Regions from separate parts of the Sus scrofa genome. Here region 2 is linked to region 1. A link is a contact called in public HiChIP or PLAC-seq data. All regions are on one chromosome and are shown on one strand. Each heading gives the region's core, a stretch centred on a gene start, on an enhancer-like site or on the middle of the called end of the contact. The rest is flanking DNA. Distances are from core to core; before and after follow the strand shown. Region 1 holds the start of RPSA (ribosomal protein SA). Region 2 holds the start of EIF1B (eukaryotic translation initiation factor 1B).

Evidence for each region. HiChIP or PLAC-seq counts read pairs in DNA pulled down with a chosen protein or histone mark.
Region 2: a contact with region 1 is called in an H3K27ac HiChIP or PLAC-seq map of skeletal muscle, with 4 times the contacts expected there. The contact joins the promoter of EIF1B here to the promoter of RPSA in region 1. A contact is called at or near these places in 2 of 47 Hi-C or Micro-C datasets (embryonic fibroblasts and liver) and 1 of 2 datasets of contacts at active chromatin or transcription factors (skeletal muscle).

The regions. Positions count from the first base shown.
Region 1 is chr13:24,069,608-24,075,927 of Sscrofa11.1, reverse strand. It overlaps RPSA (ribosomal protein SA), which reads right to left and starts at 3,377. Exons shown (of 7, transcript NM_001037146.2): 1 at 3,353-3,377; 2 at 1,452-1,617; 3 at 16-134. The coding sequence starts at 1,584.
Region 2 is chr13:24,572,226-24,577,975 of Sscrofa11.1, reverse strand. EIF1B (eukaryotic translation initiation factor 1B) reads right to left here and starts at 2,793. Exons shown (of 4, transcript NM_001001635.1): 1 at 2,763-2,793; 2 at 1,663-1,826; 3 at 1,154-1,255; 4 at 490-770. The coding sequence starts at 2,793. The coding sequence ends at 726. All of the region lies in intron 2 of LOC110256427 (a long non-coding RNA gene), which reads left to right.

The sequences.
Region 1 (6,320 bases), core at 2,128-4,627:
CATTATTCCACAAACCTGGCCAGTATTCCTGGAGGATATGACACTGACATCGGCTGGGTTTTCAATGGCAACGATGGCACGAGCCGCCAACAGAAGTTTCTCCCAGGTTCTCTTCAGATTTATGATGTAGATGCCTAGGTGAGGACACAGGCTGCGTTAACACCAGACCAAGCTTTCCAAGTGAATATTCTTCTAAAAAGCTTAATGCATGTGGCAGAGAGTACTATCAAACTCCAGTCATAGAGGCAAGCTCTACTGGTGTTAGCGAAAATCCTGCCATTAATATAGCACACTTCCGACACTCAGAAGTTCATTGGCCAAGACTGGCCTCTACTCTGAGCTTTAATAGCGTGCAGAATTGATTCAGTATGCAAAGTCAATCAATCTTCAGGCACCCCACATGGAATCCTACAAGCCCTTACCTGCTTCCTAGCCTCTTACCACTCTTTCCGTTATCTGTCCTGATGTTAGATTCATCCCAAACTTGTTTAAACCATGTAGCATACCAGCTTAGGTCTTTCAGTGATTCCATCGCTAAGCCAAAGAACTTAATGACTTCCATATTCTCATCACAACCTACCTTCCCTTTTCTGATACAAAGCAAGCTAAATTCTTTATTCCCATCTCTGGCTCTACCTTCCTCTCAAAATTCAGTTTTACAAGAATTCCCATCGTGGCTGAGCTCATAATATACCCGACTAAGATCTATGAGCATTCATGTTTGATCCCTGGCCTCATTCAGTTTAAGAAATCTGGTGTTGCCATGAGCTGTGGTATAGGACACAGACATGGCTCAGATCCCATGTTACTATGGCTGTGGTGTATAGGCTGGCAGCTACAACTCTGAATCAACACCTAGCCTGGTAACTTCCATATGCCTCAGGCACAGCCCTAAAGACTTTGGGGGTGAGGGGAACACACCAGAGCACTTTTACTTAAGTTTTTTTGTTTGGGGGCAGGTGTCTGCACCTACAGCATGTTTAAGTTCTCAGGCCAGGGATCAAACCCATCCACGGCAGTGTCAATGCCAGATTCTTAACCCACTGCACCACGAGGGAATTTCACCTTTACTGGTTTGTTTTTTGTTTTTCTCTTTAGGGCCACACCTGCAGCAGTTCCCAGGCTAGGGTCCAATCAGAGCTACAGCTGTCAGCCTACACCACAGCTCACAGCAATGCTGGATCCTTAACCCACTGAGAGGCCAGGTATCAAACCTGCAACCTCATGGTTCCTAGTTGGATTCATTAACCACTGAGCCACAACAGGCACTCCCACCTTTACTCTTTTAAATCTTCTTACCAATCTATAGTTTAACCTAATACTTCATGAGAGAGTTTTCATATTTTAGAAATCACATCACCAGCACTACCAATCAGAATAGGATGGTTAATAATTGTCCTTCTAACTGTAATAAAGAAGGGAAACAAAAAAAACCTGAAGTGATGACTGACCATCACTTTTCCTTTTGTAGATGTACTGTTCCATTTGGAAGTCAAGGTTGGTGCCACCAAGGTGGGTTCCTGCTGCAAGGAACTTGAGGACATCCTCCTCTTTCATTTGTAGGACATCGAGGGCTCCGGACATTGTGAAAGTCTCCCTTTAAGTTACGACGGGAATCTGAAAAAAATTAAAAGGCCGTTTCACTGAGTCAAATGGGATGGGGTAACAAGTGCATCCTAACACCCCTCGAGTTAAATGACAATGTTTAAATCTCACCATGGACCACACTTCCTACAGAGGGATTAGTCTAGTGGAATGAGACAATATTAATAGATATACCACATCTTAAAAAACTGCAACAGGGAGTTCCCGTAGTGGCGCAGTGGTTAACGAATCTGACTAGGAACCATGAGGTCGTGGGTTGGATCCCTGCCCTTGCTCAGTGGGTTAATGATCCGGCCATTGCCGTGAGCTGTGGTGTAGGTCGCAGACGAGGCTCGGATCCTGCATTGCTGTGGCTCTGGCCTAGGCTGGCAGATACAGCTGATTCGACCCCTAGCCTGGGAACCTCCATATGCCGCGGGAGCGGCCCAAGAAATGGCAAAAAGACAAAAAACAAACAAACAAAAAATTGCAACAAATCCTGTGATCTTTCTTTAGAAAGAGTGGTCTAGGTGTGAGTAGAGAAAGGGGAGCCAAGGGCCAAATGGCAGGAAACCATCCATCACGTAAACAACAGGATTCCCTTAGAAGACAAAGAAAAGCAGCAATCTCCAGAATGACAGGAAACCACACATCTTGGAGACATAAGTGCCCTGGAGGAAAACTAAGAAAGGTGGGAAAAGACAGTAATTTCAAGGGTCTGAATGTAACCAGTTTGCACATTATACCTTCATTACAATGAAATTAGCCTTGCCGGTAAAGTTTCCATTATGCACAACTTCATGACATTTCAGGTAAAAACTAAATAAGGACAAAAATCCCTTTCTTTGGGAAGGTGCAGCTGGAATGAAAATAAGAGAACATGACCCCTCACACACACCCCCCACCAATGACTGTAACACCCACTCATTTGTATAAGCGCTCACAAATGGTATGCCAAATGCAGGGCATAAAGAAAGAAAACCATAAAACTCAGAGCTTGGCCGAGCTTGCGCAGTACTTATACTCAGGCTGTAGGTGATCGCCGTTACTATTTTCCACATTTTGCGCTTTAATAGTAAGGTGAAATGGCTTTTAAAGCGCATGCAGCGGCTCCAGGAGACACGCAGCAACAGAACAGAACATGATGTAGCCAGGTGCAATCAAGAACCCACCACAAAGCTCCCAGCAATGCATCTTCCGCCCCTAATCAGAAAAAGCGTTCCGTGCGCTTCTCACCCAGGAAGCCGCCTACATTCTTTGGGAGTACTTTCGCCTCCGCCCCTTAATAAACTGCTTCATTTCTGTCTACCCCACAATTTCTGTGACTTCTAATTTGCATTCCTTGTCCAAATTCTTTTGGACAGAACCTGGACCTTTTATTTAGCCTGTCCAGCATCAGAAATTCTAACTCCTGAACGGGGAACAGGGAAAACCGACAAGCCCAAGAAACTGGAGAATATCGGCGGCTAAATCTCTGGGTTTACCGCCGAATGTTGAAGCGACAACAATGCTTTGCGTAGGCCTAACTCTAGGCATCCTGCCCACCGGCACCCGGGGTCGAGGCCCCAGTCTGCTTCCGAGGCCTTGTGGGAACACACGGGCCCGAGTCCCGCCACGTGCAGGCCGCCCGACCTGAAGGGGAGCGCGCCGGCCCGAGACAGACGCGCTCCGTCTGAAAACTTCCCCCCAGGTCCCCGCACTGCTCCTCTGAACGAGAAGCTCGCTCTGGTGGCCTTGGGGGACGCCCGGACACCCACAAACAACTCACCAAGAACAACGCCGTGTGGACCCCGGTCTGGGCAGCGCGGAAAGGAAGGGTAAGCGGAAATGACGTCCTTATATAGTCTGCTGCCAGCCAATGACAACGAAGAGCCGAGCGGAAGGGCGAACTAAGCAGGCAGTCATGGGGGCGGGCCTTCCTCCGGAAGACCGGCTGCGGCGTTGCGGTGGACGTCAGCGAAGTCCCTCGCGGGCTGGGTCCTGGGAGCGCACGGTTTGTGTGCAGGGACGCGTCCGGGAAACCAGCCAACCAGCCAGTCGGGCATCCGAGTTCCTTCGCAGCTTTTCGTACCTATCAACTTGAGTGGTCTCTCTTGTAAGCTGCAGTTTCCTTACGTGCAAAGGGGTGTTGAACACAAGCTTGTTTTGGGTAAACAAAAGCTGGAAAACTCATTTTGATTTTTTTGGAGGACAAGTTACTGTGTAATTCAGATTTTTAAAAAGTTATCTTCACAGCATTGTAAACCAAGTATACTCCAATATAAAATAAAAAATTAACAAGTCTCCTAGGAAAAAATTATTTTACAGGAAGTTTGGGGGGGGCAGAACAAGACTGCAGGAATAGTTTGCATACTTTTTTTCTTGTGGAGTGAAAATTATAATATCCATTAATAGATTAGTTAGTATTTATTCCACCCAATACCATAAAGTCCTTAAAAAAATAAAATACTTTAGTCCCCGCTTTGGTGCAGTGCGGTCCGTGGGCATCTTGGGAGCGCTGGGACAAAGATTTGATTCCCGGTCCTGGACGATGGGTTAAGGACCCCGCGTTGCTGCACCCAGGTAGCCACTGGATGTCTGATCCGATACCTGGCTAGAGAACTCCATATACCACCTGGTGGCCAAAAAAGGAAAAAAATAATAAAGTGGTTTAAAAATAAAATGAGTTCCTATTGTGGTTCAGTGGTTACCAACCCAACTAGTATGCATGAGGTTGCAGGTTTGATTCCAGGCCTTGCTCACTGGGTTAAGCCCAGCTTTGCAGAGGCTGTGATGTAGGCCGGCAGCTCCTGCTGCAATTCAACCTCTAGCCCAGGAACTTCCATATGCCACAGGTGTGGCCCTAAAAAGCAAAAAAGTTTAAAAATTAAAAAGAAATACATTCTATGGTACAAAAGGGAGTTGCCGGATGAGGGCGATTATTTTGAGAAATTGAAACCCTAGGCATTAAATTATTGTAAAGAAAACTGGAGTTCCCTCCTGGTGCAGCAGGTTTAGGTTTCCACGCTGTCACTGCTATGACTCCTTTCGCTGCTGTGGTGCAGATTCTCTGTATGCCCTGGTCTTAAGAATCAATCAATCAGTCTATCAATCAATGCCTGATTATTAGGCGTATGAAGATTTAAGCCTGGTTGCACTTAGAATTACTTGGAGTTTTTTCTGTTTGCTTCTTTTTTTAAAGGCTGTATCCCCAACTTGTGGAAATTCCACCGCTGCTGCAGCAACACTGGATCCTTTAACCTACTTCACCAGGTTGGGGATCAAATCCAAACCTTTGCAGAGACCCAAGCTTTTGCAGTTGGATTCTTAACCCTCTGCACCACAGTGGGAACTCCTTGGACATCTTTTAAACATATGCCCAACTCCAAACCAAAAAAAAAAAATCTAGATTAATTTTAATGTGAACTACAGATACACAAGTAGAGAAACTGGTAGATTTTTTGGCCTCATTTTTCGTTTTTTGAGATTTCTATGAGGAACAGGTTTTTATTTATTTATTTATTTATTTTGTCTTTTTGGGGCCACACCTGTGACATATGGAAGGTCCCAGGCTAGGGATTGAATCAGAGCTGCAGCTGCTCACCTACACCACAGCCACAGCCACAGCCACATGGGAATCTACACCACAGCTCACAAGCAACTCGAAATCCTTAACCCACTGAGCAAGGCCAGGGATTGAACCCATGGCCTCATGGATACCAGTCAGGTTCATTACTGCTAAGCTGCAATGGGAACTCAACAGGTTTTTAAATTGAAAGAAAACAAACCCCACAGCATTTAAATAAAGAACTGATAGCCAAGAAAAGTCATGGCTTTAAAAGCATCCTTAGAAACTGCCGAGAATATTTGCAGACATTTTGGCTCTCAAAAAAAAAAAAAAAAAAAAATGTCGGGGGTAGGGGGAGAGGCTTAAAACCAATAGATGGCTTTTAGGGGCAGTTTTCTGTCATTGCAGGACTCCAAGGGAGGGTGTTCTGGGTCAGTCCCAAACTATGTCAGCAAAGAACCTCCAAAATACTTCCTTTGTTAACAACTATAAAATTGTACTATACTTATGTTTAGGGTTTTTTTTTGTGTGTGTGGTTTTTTGGTCTTTTAGGGCCACACAGAAGTTCCCAGGCTGGGGTTCGAACTGGAGCTGGAGCTGCCAGCCTACACCACAGCCATAGCTACAGCAGATCCGAGCCACGTCTGCGACCCACAGCACAGCTCACAACAATGCTGTATCCTTAACCCACTGAGCGAGGCCAGGGAACAAACCTGCGTCCTCATGGATACAGATTTGTTTCCACTGAGCCACAATGGGAACTCCAATGTTTAGGTTTCGTTCCTCTACAAAATATTTTTTTCCCCACTAACTTTGTCCTTGAGAAGTGATCTGCATGAAGAAAATTTGTGGCAAGGAAGTGGGTTAATTAAGCCCAAAGATGAAAACATACTGTAATGAGAGTAAACCATGGTGAGGAGCCCTTGGCCCAAGAGGCACTTGGCAAAGAAGGGCTATTGCTCCCCAGCCATCTGTCCTCCCCACCTCTCAGCCTCCTGGTCCTCTGCACAAGTTGCTCCATTATTTTTAACTCATGCACATCTTGAGGGGCCACACCCATGGCATAGGGAATTTCCTGGGCCAGGGATGAAACCTGAGACATGACAGTGACAATACCAGATCCTTAACCACTAGGCCACCAGGGTACTCCATCAATGCACATTTTTAATGAAAATCTCAGAGCCTTCTT
Region 2 (5,750 bases), core at 1,544-4,043, 500 kb before region 1:
ACTCACGGCAACACCAGATGCTTAACCCAATGAGCAAGCCGGAGATTGAACCCTCAACCTTATGGTTCCTAGTCAGATTTGTTTCCGCTGTGCCACAACAGAAACTCCTCACTTAAAAATTTAAGCAGTACATTCTGACAATTTCTTGGCTCTGGCTAAGTTTATACTCCTGTTCTATTCTTAAGTCAGTAAATGAAGAACACAAGTTGCATTTAATAAAGGTTCTCCTCTAGCTTTAACAGCATCTGAAATTAACTGGAAAGAATAAACAGAATGAGAACTCCAATTTTGAAAGACAAAATATATGTGTATATCACTTGCTTAAATTTGGGAGCCTAACTGCTCACAAAAGGATTCAGTTTTTTTTTTTTTTTTTTTTTTATTGTTAAGCTGCAACATACATGGTTTAATACAACAAAAAACATTTAATCAAGTGAAAAGTAATAAACTGAACAATAAAACAAATAAACACTCAAAACAAAATATTTTCCATTGGAAACATGTTAAGATGAATACGGGGTTTCATTACCATCTTACTGAAATTTTCTTATGTGTTACTAGCCTACATACCCCATGTTTTCTGTAATCATGCAGATGTGAATGGAAGTTTGAATGATTAAATAAATGAAAAGTCCATTTACTGCGGAGAATCATTTCACGAGGCAGCCAAACTGGGTTTAGAGAACAAAATTACTCAAGAAATTCTCCAAGTATTTAGGTTCATTTTAGAATCCATGAACCTTAAGTTGCTCCTCCTTGACAATGCCAACCTGCAGCAAAATAAAATTTAGCAGAATCACTCTGAATAATATATAAATTCATCCCTAAGAAAACATAGAGCAGTCACCAAAAAGAATCACTGTTAATAGGTTATTGCAACACTGTTATTTGTGGCATAACGGTTAATAACAAACAATTCAACACACATTGTAATAACTTGACATGCCACAAAACATCCTAAATGGACATAGGAATGATCAGGTCACTAATGACAAAATAAACTGGCCCTCCTGCCTTCAAATTAAGTACCAACTTTGTATTTGAAGTAACTGATTTGCTTCATTCACATGATTTTTTACTAAGGACGTAATAATTCACATTGCCTTTAAATACAATACAACCTCAGTTATACATAAAGCACCCAATCACTCACCTCCAAGAGAAACTGGCAAATGTTTTTTCTTTGGTCACCTTGAAGCTGAATAACCTCTCCGTATTCAGGATGTTCAATCACAGTACCATTACAGGCAAATTTCTGGAGAAGTAGGTTCAACATAACTGAGTCAAATACAATGAGATTTTATTTGTACCCTAAGACTAAAATTAGCTATTTCAGTAAACTTGATTACATTTAAGAAACAGCATTTGTCTCCTATAACCCCTGAATTAATTTGAAAATGAATCAGCAGGTCACAGAGAAAATGATTTTTACTGGGAACATGGAAACTAAGCATTTTTTATTTTATTTTGCTTGAGAGCCATGTAAATCTTATTTTAAGATGAAAGACCATAGATCTGAATGTTAATTAGGAGCATGAACAGTTTTCTTGGATCTAATCATTTTCACCCACATTGACAGTCAAGTATACGTGTGAAACGTAATCCTATTTAGAGGTGTGCATCAATAACTACATTTTAGTCTCTTCCTCCTAACACCTTTACCTTTTTGAAAGCTTTCACAAGTTTCTTTTTGTCATAATCATCTGCAATGCCCTGAACAGTAGTCAGTGTCTTCCTGCCGTTCCGTTGCTGGATTCTTATATGAATGTAATCCTCAGTCCCTGCCGGGAGTAAGTCGTCACCCTTAGTTGCATCAGCAAAGGGGTCTGCAAAAGGATACAAAAAAATCCAAAGCAGGAAAATATCTTTTAGTTAGTAATCTCCAGAGAGGTGGTACGCTACCATCTAGGCACTCTGCGAAGAAGGTTCTGGTGCCTCTGCTTTTTTTTCTGCAGGTGAGGATGGGGGGGGGTGGTAAGGGTAAAAATTAATAAAATCTCCAAGGTACTCTCACAAAGAGATTTTAAACACGTATGTCCACTGATACCCGAACAGAAAAACGTTGTTACAGGTAGATAATGTTATTGTTGAATAAAATCCTCTAATGAGAGAAAAGAGATTTTATAGTTTTATAACCACTATAAAAATGTGCGTCATCTCGACTATTCTGATGACAACAGAAACATTCACAGATGCCACTCCAATCATTTAACCGTAACTCTGCCTCGAAAAAAGTAAGAAAGATATATATACAGCAATCAAGAGTAATTTTACAAATTACTACGGGAGCGGAGAAGACTGGGCCACTGCCCTGTGACAGATGAGCGGCCTGATCCGCGTCTGTTACTAAACGCCCCCGAGAGTCGCTCGCAAACAGTCCCGACCGCTAATGGGCGCCGATCCCCCAGCTCCGGGCCAGCCTCCCCCCGGAGAGCAGCAGGGGCAGATCTGCAGGCGGATCGGGGTTGAAGAGGTGGCAGAGGGCAGAAGCGAGGAGCAGACAAATCTAGGGGCAGGCCAGAGGGCGGCACGGGGCCCGAGGCCGGGGCTCGGGGACGGGGTCCGGGGCCGTCCTCCGGGAGGGGGTCGCCAGGGGCCCGTCGCCATCTTTCGGGCGCCGAGACAAAGCCCCACTCGGGGTGCGGGGAGGGCAGTTGGGGGCCCTCTGGGCCAGGGGGGCCGGCAAGCGGCCCTGGTGGGGACAGGCAGGGGCGGCCGGCTGGCCGAGAGGCGCGCGGGGAATGTGAGGGGCCCGATCTTACCGAAAGATTGGAGGTTCTGGATAGTGGACATGCGATACTAGTGTGAGGCCGGTGAAGGGATAAAATTCCTGCGGGGCCCGCCCGGATCACCGTGTCAGGAGGCTGGAGTGGCGAGAAAACGGAAATAAATAAGGAGACGCTTCGCCCCGAGGTAGGGATGCGGCTGGAGCGGCGGCGGCGGAAGCCGGGAGGAGGCAGGAAGAGGCGAAGTAGGAGGCGGAGGAAGAGGCGGCGGCGACGGATGCGAGAACGCGAGAGAAGAGGCGGCGCTGCGGCTTCTCCCACAAAATGGCGGACGGACACTATTTAGCCGCGCCCGCCGCCCCACACGTGACCCTCCCGCGCCAGACGCTCTGGGACTTGTAGTTTTCATAACGCGAGAGACCCCGGAAAGCTCGGGGCGAGCAGGCTTACGGGACCTCAATTCCCAGCAGGGAGTGCGCTCCCCAGCTCCAGGCGGTGGGGCTGGGAGAGGTCCAGCGGGCTGCAGACCCAACTGGCCCGAACCTGCAGGTCTAGAGCAGTTTTCGTGGGGCGCTCGCAGGTTCTCCCTTGAGTCCCCTTCTTTGGCCGTACAGTGCCTGCGCAGAGGGTTTGGTGCTGAGGGGGGCGATGATCATCAGTCACCCTCGAGGCCCCGTGTAATGTAAGTAAAATCTGGGTTAGAGGACCAAAACAAGGCTCGTAGCCCCGGCTTTCGATTCGATGGCAGCCCCTCAGCACCTCCCCTACCTCCCCACCTCCTGCCTCGCTCGGTTGCAGGAGCTCTGTAAGTCCCTCTGAAAAGTCGATATGAGAGTCTCTCGCTCAGGATTGGACCGCCCTCAGATTGCCTAGCGCGGTGATTCTCAAACTCCAGTGGGCATTTCCCCAGGGCTTGTTTCAGGACGTCTGGGGCATGACCCTAGAATTTGCAAATCCAGCAAGCTGCCAGGCGATGCTCATGCTACTGGTCTGGGACCGCAGTTAAGAACCACTGCCTAGCTTCAGTGGGGGCCCAAGTATATCCCCGAGCTCCATGGAACATACCAGAAAACCAGCTTGACAACTTGAACACAGAACAGGAAGGTTAACTGATAGGTACCAGAACTGTAATATCTCCCTAACAAACTATACACAGAAAAACAAACCTGAGGCCATGAGAATAGGCTCACCCAGGCAGGTGGTCAATTGTCAAACTTGGTTGATTTTCTGAAAGCAAATATGGACTAAAAAGTTAGGGATTCTTAACCTTGTTTGTGCCATGGCAGACTTGTGAAAGTTTATAGACCCCTCAGAATCATGCTTTAAGAAATAAAACATGTAGGATTACAAAGGAAACCTATTACATTAAAGTTAAAAACAGTACATTGATAACATAGTATTACTTCTTTACTAATGCATTAATTAACAAGATCTAATAGCAGGTCTAACAACAGCTGGAATTTCAAAAAGGTGCCAAGGAAAAGATACTTTGAGATGTCTGTAGCATCAGAAGTGTAATATAAAAATATCTGTAGCTTCTATTGGTGCCAAGTTGAACATCCTTCAGATAATTCTGGGATGTTAACAGCATTCATAATGGAAAAAAAAGCTAGATTTTGGCGAGAGATTAGTGAAAATGTAGGTAGTCTTTTTTCCCATCCAATTTTAGGAATCCCTTCCCCTCCCACCCCCCGCAGTTTTAGCCATGGACCAAGAATCTGCAGACCCCAGGTTAGGAATACTTGAATTTAATAATCTTTTGTGATCAACTATAACGATAGTACCATTTATTGAATGCATACTATTAGCTGGTTGTAAGCTTTATACATAATATTATTAATCTTTGTAGCCATTCTTTGATGTAGTTGTTACTCTATACTCAGGTAGAAATGGAGGCTTTTACAGGTTAAATAATTTGTCTAAAAACATCAAATTCTCAATTCTCAGGTATCTAAATCCATTTTTGGTCTTTTACTCATGATTTAAATGAACAACACTTTTATTATCCAAACTAAAGTGTAAAATTTTAGAGCTGGTTCTAAAACGAGAATCAAAATTTTGTTGTTCATTTGTTGATTACACCTGCAGTGTTTCTGCCCTTTGACTTTGTACCTTTATTAGCACACTTTAAGGTCATTTTTAATACTCTCTGGATGAAGTTCAGAATAAACAAATGTGTTTGTTTTCTTCTTTCTTAGCAGATGTCCCAAACCATTTTATATTATGTTGTTTCTTAGAAGGAGCCAAGGATGGTCCAGTCAAGGGGAAAAAAAAAAAGCCACAGAGAAGCTAAGAAAGATCCAAAATCTTGGGGTTTGCATGGTCATTACCCTTGTCAGAAGATCTTATACTTTCTTATACCTAGTATTTGCTTCAGAAACTCCCAGGAGCTCAGAAATCTTCAATCAAAGCCAACTACGAATATAGGTCAGATGCATTTGTAATTATAACCTGGAAAACTCCCCCGACACTATGGTCATCATTTCAGATCCTTTATGCTTAGACCTGACCTGTACAATTCAGGAACCACTAGCCACATGTGGCCACTGAGCACTTGCAGTGCAGCTGGAACAAGTTGTGATGAGCTTTCAGTATAAAGTACATACTGAGCTTTCAAAGACTTCGGTTGTCTCAATTTCACCTGTTTCTTTTCATTTTGAAATGTGGCTACTAGGAGTTCCCATCGTGGCTCAGCAGTAATGAACCCGACCTGTATCCATGAGGATGCAGGTTCGATCCCTGGCCTTGCTCAGTGGGTTAAGGATCTGGCATTGCTGTGAGCTGTGGTGTAGGTTGCAGACTCGGCTTGGATCTTGTGTTGCCGTGACTGTAGTTTAAGCCGGTAGCTACAGCTCTGGTTTGACCCCTGTCCTAGGAACTTCTGTGTGCCGCAGGTGCGGCCCTAAAAAGAAAAATAAATAAGTAAATAAAATATGGCTACTGGAAAATTTCCGATTACATGTGGCTTACATACTATTTCTATCGGACAGTGCTGGTTTAGTGTGAAAGGGTTTGACCTATATG